2 separate regions of the Sus scrofa genome follow, and region 2 is linked to region 1. The links are chromatin contacts, called in public Hi-C maps. All regions are on one chromosome and are shown on one strand. The core of a region is the stretch at or near the end of the contact, and the rest is flanking DNA. Distances in the headings are between cores, read along the strand shown. Region 1 holds the start of PRPF6 (pre-mRNA-processing factor 6). Region 2 holds the start of LOC110257381.

Region 1 (3,116 bases), core at 300-2,799:
GCTAGGCATCTCCCTCTCCCACTCCACCCGGGCCTTCCAACGCAGCTCGGCCCAGGCAGAGCTCCCCTTCCGCACCGGCCCTGCAGCGGCAGCTCTGGGCTGTTTCAGCGGGTGGTGGCAGTGCCGTCCCAGGCACCATGGCATTGGCTCGGCCTCCCTCTCCCTCCCACCCGCCTCCAAGCTCTACAGGGTCTCCCCCCAGAACCCATGCTCCTGAGACCATGACTCCCATCCCATCTCGTTAGGAAGCAAGCTACCCCCCTGCATGGAGCTTCCCTAGCTTCAACACAGCTCCGACCGCAGCCTCTACGCAGCAAGGCTCTCATTCAGATTTGAAGGAGGAAACGAAAGCTTTACAGGCAAGCAAAAGCTAAGAGAATTCAGCACCACTAAACCAGCTTTACAACGAATACTAAAGGAACCTCTCTAGGTAGAAGGAGACCATAACCAGAAACAAAACTATGACGAGTGACGGGGCTCACCGGCAAAGACAAACACGTGAGAAAGGGAGAAGGTCAGCCACACACAAACAGGCCACCAAACCCAGAAATCGGGAGCAGAGGAGGGTACAAAGGCAGGATGCTGGGGATGCACTGGCAATGAAGAGACCAACAGCTTACAACAACCCTGTGTATACAAAGACTCCTATATCAAAACTTCACGGTAACTGCAAACCAAAAATCTACAAGAGATACACACAGAAATAAGAAAAAGCAACCCAAAAACAACACTGAAGACAGTCATCAAACCACAAAAGAAGATAATAACTGCTCAATTCCTCAGCAATAAACGGCCGTCATCTGATCTAGGGGACCCAGTCACAAGCCTCACAGATGCCACCCCTGCCCGCGGAGAGCTGACTCTGAACAGGCAGTACTGTGACCACCGACACCGCAGCGGAAGAACGAGCAACCCTGAGCGAGCACACAGAGGACCCCGGCCGGACGGTGGGGGAATCAGTCCCGTTCAAGGCAGGGGTTGGGGGGGGGCGATGCCTGGCCTGGGGGGTAGTAGCCACGGTGCTCAACTACAAGCACTGCACACTCGCAAGACGGCGTTACCACCCGCCTCTCAGCACAAACACCGGGCTCAGAGCGCCCCGGTGTCCCGTCTCCTGGGGAGGCAGCCTCGCTCGGGTCTGTCCGAACCCAGGACGCCGTTCTTCCCACAAAGACCTGGCCAACCCTGCGCCACCGCTGCTCTCGTCCTCCCCGCCCCGACCCGCCGCCTCACTGAGACGTGTGGGCAGTCGCGACGCGACCACGGTCCCGCCCGGGGCTCCACCCCAGCGCGCGGCCCGCCCCAGGCCTCACCCCCGGCCCAGCCCGGGCACGTAGCCGAGCGGAGCGGGCATGCCCAAGAACGGCTTCTTCTTCTTGTTCATCGCGGCTGTGACGCCGACGGCCGGGAAGGGAAAGGACGGAGGCTGCGGCCGGAGGCCAAAGACGACAGACGACCGAAGCGCCGCCGCAGGAAGAGCTCGCGCGCCCGCGTCACCCGCGCCCCGGAAGCAGAGCGCGCGAACCGACAGATCCCCGCCCACCTCGGCGGCCCCGACCGGAAGTTCCCTAAAGGCGACTTCCGCCCGCTTCCGGCGGCTCCTTGACTCCGAGACCGAGACGCGATAGGCGCATGCGCGGGGGGCGCCTGCTCGTGTAGCTGCGGGCGGGCGGGCGGTGTCACCCTCGATTAGCCCTCGATTAGCAGTCTGCACACGGGGGAACCTCAAACCTTGAGCCGGGGCGGCCCTGCTAACTGCGTGTACTCGATGCATTTCCGATACCTGCCTGTATGGGCAGGACCTATGGGTCCCCCGCCTCCCGGATCCGCCCTCCCTGCCCCCCGCCCAGTCGCCCTGGCCCCGGGGCAGGGCCTAACACAGCTCCGGGGGCTGCACACCCAGCCAGTTGTGTAGAGCTTATGCGGAGTGTATGTGTTGTGATCGCGTGTCCCCGGGTGCAGACTGCTTCCCTGGCTCTCCGCGCTCAGATTTCTGGACCCGATCCGGCAGCGCCGGTACCTGTACAGGCCCCCACCCCCACCATACCCTGAACATTCAGGTGCTTCTGGTGAGGGTGGGAGCCCAGATCCTAGGGAGCTAATTGATGAGCATAAATAAATGCACCAGGACAAGTTAGTATGCGGGCATGAGTGGTCACAGCATGTGGGTGAATTCCGTGTGTCCGTGGGCACAGGTGCAAGTCAAGCCACCTGTGCTCATATTTTAGGTGAATATGCATGACCGTCCTTGGCATACATGTCTGTGTGTCCATGTGCACGTTTGCTGAGGTGGCTGTGGGACATCCTCTGGCCCCCACATTCACCTGGGGAGAGCCCTCAGGCTCTAGGCAAAGCAAGCAAAAAGCTGGCCACATGTTTAGCCTTCTGCTGGACCAGGCAGCCCCCAGCCCACCCTAACCTTTCTCACTGGGGTCCTGGAGCAAACATAGCTCTCCTGCCTGCTGCAGCCTTCTCAGAGTTTCTCCCTCCTCCTTGCCCCCAGCCGAATCCCTTTCAGCACCACGCCCTGGACGCTGAGTCAGATTCTGGGTCTCCAGAGGGGAGGGGAGAGACCCTGCTGTCCTCCAGAAGTTTGCGGTGTTGTGGGGAATAAGAAAGGGTCGAACTGACTTCTCTGGGGAAACGAGTGCCCGTTGGACAGGGAGACCACTGGAGAGGTCTGGAGATGACGTGAATAAAGGAATAAGTAAACTGACATAGGAGAATGGGTTAGGTCTGGCCCTTGACCTGGCCCCCAGTGGACAGAAGCTCCCCGGAGCAGGTACACTACCCTCTCCCCTCCACACACGCACTCTTATGTCCCTGACTCAGATGCTCCTGCAGACCTCTGGATCTCCTGCCGGTGCACAGAGTCCCTTGTCCTTGCACGCCCAGGTGCGCACTGCCGGCCCGTGCCCTGGCAGGCACCGTTCGCATACGCAGATCCGCGCGCCGCCGACACACCTCCGAGTTCCCGGAGCGCGCCCGGCTCTCAGGGCTCAGCGGCAGGTGCCTCGCCGCGCAGACTCGCCGGGCGCGGGGACCGGCTCGGGCGCGGGGCCGGTTGGGGCGGGGCGGCGGCGCGCGTTCCCCGCCGGCCACACGGGCCGCCCTGC
Region 2 (3,196 bases), core at 524-3,023, 37 kb after region 1:
TATGCAGGAATCAGGAAATAAGACATACACCTGGACTGCGGTGAAAACATTTATTTTACACGTTATCTTTATCACAGGTCAACATTCAGACAGAAGAGACTGGCCCCCGGTGTGCACAGGCGCCAGGGCAGAGGTCAGGCCCCAGGAGGACGAGAGCAGCACGGGGACCACAACGGTTCCCACACCCGCACAGAGCTTCTCACCACGTCGGGAACGTTTCAGTGTAAACTGCCTCCCCCGCCACATCACCCCATTTTCCAGAGACGCGCCGCGGCCAGCCCCCTCCTGGAGGGTGGCGGTGTGGCCCCGTCTTCCTCAGGAACCCGCAGGGTGGGTCTGTGTGCAGGACAGGGGCCCTCTGAGCACAGCTGTCAGACTCCATCTGGTGCATAAACTGGTTTTCATGTTTAAAGAGAGGGAGGGTTTCCAGCCACCTGAGTGTCACAGGGCCGTGCCACCCACCTCTGGGTCAGGAGAGCAACGGGGCCCAGGGAGGGATGGGCAGCGCTTGCCCAGTCGCCGCCTGGGTGGTCCTGCCCCCACCCTGGACTCGCAGGGGGCAGGCACCGGCTCCGGGCGCACAGTGGGGTCGGTGCCGCCTTCCGCGCAAGGAGCAAGACACCAGACACTGAGGCCCGGCTCCCACCGCGACTCGTCAAGAAACCAGAGGCCAATTTGGAGCCGATTTTTATTGTACTTGTTGCTTCGCCACTGGATAGCAGCAGTCACGCCTGCTGCGTGATATATACATATACACATATGTACACACACTACACCCACACTACGCCCACACCTACAGCAGACGACGCCAACCGTGCTTGAAACGACAGGAGGAAACGGAGCTGGCTGCCAATTCCACAGGAGGAGGAGCGCAACAGGTGAGTCCCGGGTCACAGAGTTCACAGCTCAGAAGCCGCCAGAGGAATGCGATCAGGCCCGTTGCCACAGCCTCCAAGCTGCCCCCCGGGCGCACGCACTGAGCCAGGACAGGCAGGGCTCTCCCGGGCGCACTCCCTCCAGATGCTGACCAGGCCGCCCCGGACGGGCTCCCCGGCCAGCGGTGTGGACACGCCGCCCGCCCCGCCCAGCGCGCCCAGGCTTTGCCCAGCGGTCCCACTCGACTGACCAGAGAAGCGGGAGGGCTCACAGCGAAAGCAGCGGGAAGCAGGGTAAGGCCCGAAGGCCCGGGAACCAGTCACCACGCACAAACAGAGACGTGCACAGCCCTGTCCCCACCCACCCTCGGGTCCCCCAGCCCTGGCCACGGCGGGCCACCTAGCGTGAGGCCCACAGCACGCCTGTCCCCACCACGACAGGCAGAGAGCTGTCCTTGCCGAGCACAGGCGCGGCTGCACCCCTCCAGACACGACACTGCTCCCCAGAGAACAGACAACCACGCGGGCAAAGGGCACCCGGGGACCTTGGTCTCCAGCCAGGAGGCGGCCTGCGAGTGTGGACAGTAGACCCCTGGGAAAGGCTTCTGCCCCGGACCCCAGAGAGGACACGCTTCGGGTTGGGTCAGGCGGGGGGTGGTCCAGACCCGGGCTCAGCTCCCGGGGGCCTGGGCCTCGGGGCAGCATCAGCATCGGCTTGAGGGCTGCTGTCATCACTCACCACTTATCTCATTTTTACAAACCCCACAGGGGACGGGTTCGACCCAGACCTGCCCCTCCTTCCCACGCCACCCGGGCCTCCAGGGAGCGTCATGTTTCTAGGAGACGATCCGTAAGATTCTAGAACCGAAAGACCCCCGGCAGGGGACCACTGGCGTGTGCCACGGGCCTCAGTGCTTCTGGACACAAAGCAAGAGCACAGACACGGTGCAGGGGCGGCTTCCTGCCCGAAGCTTTGAGCTGGGTTCTTGGCCGTTCGGGGCAAACAACTCACTTCCTAGTTATTTCCAGAGACAGCAGGAAGACTGGCTGCCTCCCCCTCGGGCTGGACTCCTGCTGCTGGACGGGAACTGGCAGTGAAGACCGCCCTGCATGGGGCCTCCTCCCCGTCCTGGGCGGTGAGACAGTGCATTTCCTAACCCTCCCAGCAGCCCAAGCCCGGGGCCCTTCTAGCTCAGTATCAGGGCGCACCTCCCTCACTGGACACCTCCGTGATCATCCTCCCGCACAAAACCCCCAACAAAACGGGGCCTCCCCCAGCACGGCTCCTGGAGTGCTCGGGCCACGGCGGCGGCGGCGGGGGGGGGGGAGGGGGAACAGGGGACGCCGCCGATGCCGCCAGTGACTTCAGGTGCGTCTGACCTCCCTGCGTGCGGCCCCCACCCCGTCCTTCCCACTGGCTGTTCCCTCGGCTCGTTCTGCAGAAACCCGGCAGTGTCACGCACAGGCCAGGCAGGAGCGCCCTCCCAGGGCTTCCGTGGCCTGGCCGCGGGCAAACACGCTGAAGGGCCCAGGGCCTCCTGGAACCCACCCCTCTACCCAGAGTGCGCCTTTGGTCCAGCTGGTCCTTCCTCTGAGTCCGATGCCTCTAGCTCTACCCGAGCCATCAACACCAGCCAAAGGGACCATGCGAAGGAAGGGGGCGGCTGGGCGCTCTGGGTGGCACAGGGGAGGGCTGTACGGCCGCTCGCCACCGGCAGCCAGGACTCTCAGCCCCCGACTCCCGAGGCCCGGGCCACTGCTGCCATCTGCGATGCTGAGGGGGTCCCGAAAGGGCCAGGGGGTCCTGCAGAGATGTGGGCGAAGACAAGGTGCGGGCGGGGGGAGCGGGGCTGCGGGAGGGGGCCCTGTCCATCCGGCCCGTGGCCTGGGCAAGTGCGGGACCGTTCCCACGCCTGGTGAGGGGGCGGGGACCGGCCTCAGGTCCGACACGGCAAGACTGTGGTCAGCAGAGCCTCCTGCAGCGACCGCCACAGCCGCACACGGGGAACGCCCGCTGCCAGGCCGAGCCCACAAGGCGAAGAGGCCGCACAGACTGTCCTCGGGACCAACACCACGGAAGGGCCACGCCGGGCGGCTGGGCCCAGCTCCCGCCAGGCGCCTGAGTCCAACGGCCCTGCCTGCGGCCACACGGTCGTGCACAGAGGGCAGCGGGCAGACCCCACAGCTCCCAGCCTGTCTGGGCCCGCCTGGCCGCGAGGCGCCACGCGGGCCATCCACCCAGGGCACAGACCGGACTGAAAGCCCTGAGGCGCCCCCCTGCCCCCGCCCCGCCGGGTGAACACGGCCTGGCTGCAACACGC

Evidence for each region. Hi-C and Micro-C count contacts between places; a contact is called where the count stands out from the background.
Region 2: a Hi-C map of liver shows a contact between it and region 1, with 1.6 times the contacts expected there. The contact joins the promoter of LOC110257381 here to the promoter of PRPF6 in region 1. A contact is called at or near these places in 7 of 47 Hi-C or Micro-C datasets (blood, embryonic fibroblasts, fetal heart ventricle and 3 more) and 1 of 2 datasets of contacts at active chromatin or transcription factors (alveolar macrophages).

The regions. Positions count from the first base shown.
Region 1 is chr17:62,813,942-62,817,057 of Sscrofa11.1, reverse strand. It overlaps PRPF6 (pre-mRNA-processing factor 6), which reads right to left and starts at 1,549. Exons shown (of 21, transcript XM_021077613.1): 1 at 1,314-1,549. The coding sequence starts at 1,384. SAMD10 (sterile alpha motif domain-containing protein 10) reads left to right here and starts at 3,065. Exons shown (of 5, transcript XM_021077668.1): 1 at 3,065-3,116.
Region 2 is chr17:62,777,311-62,780,506 of Sscrofa11.1, reverse strand. It overlaps LOC110257381, which reads right to left and starts at 1,773. Exons shown (of 1, transcript XM_021077612.1): 1 at 37-1,773. The coding sequence starts at 1,607. The coding sequence ends at 900. It overlaps DNAJC5 (dnaJ homolog subfamily C member 5), which reads right to left. Exons shown (of 6, transcript XR_002339937.1): 6 at 37-3,196.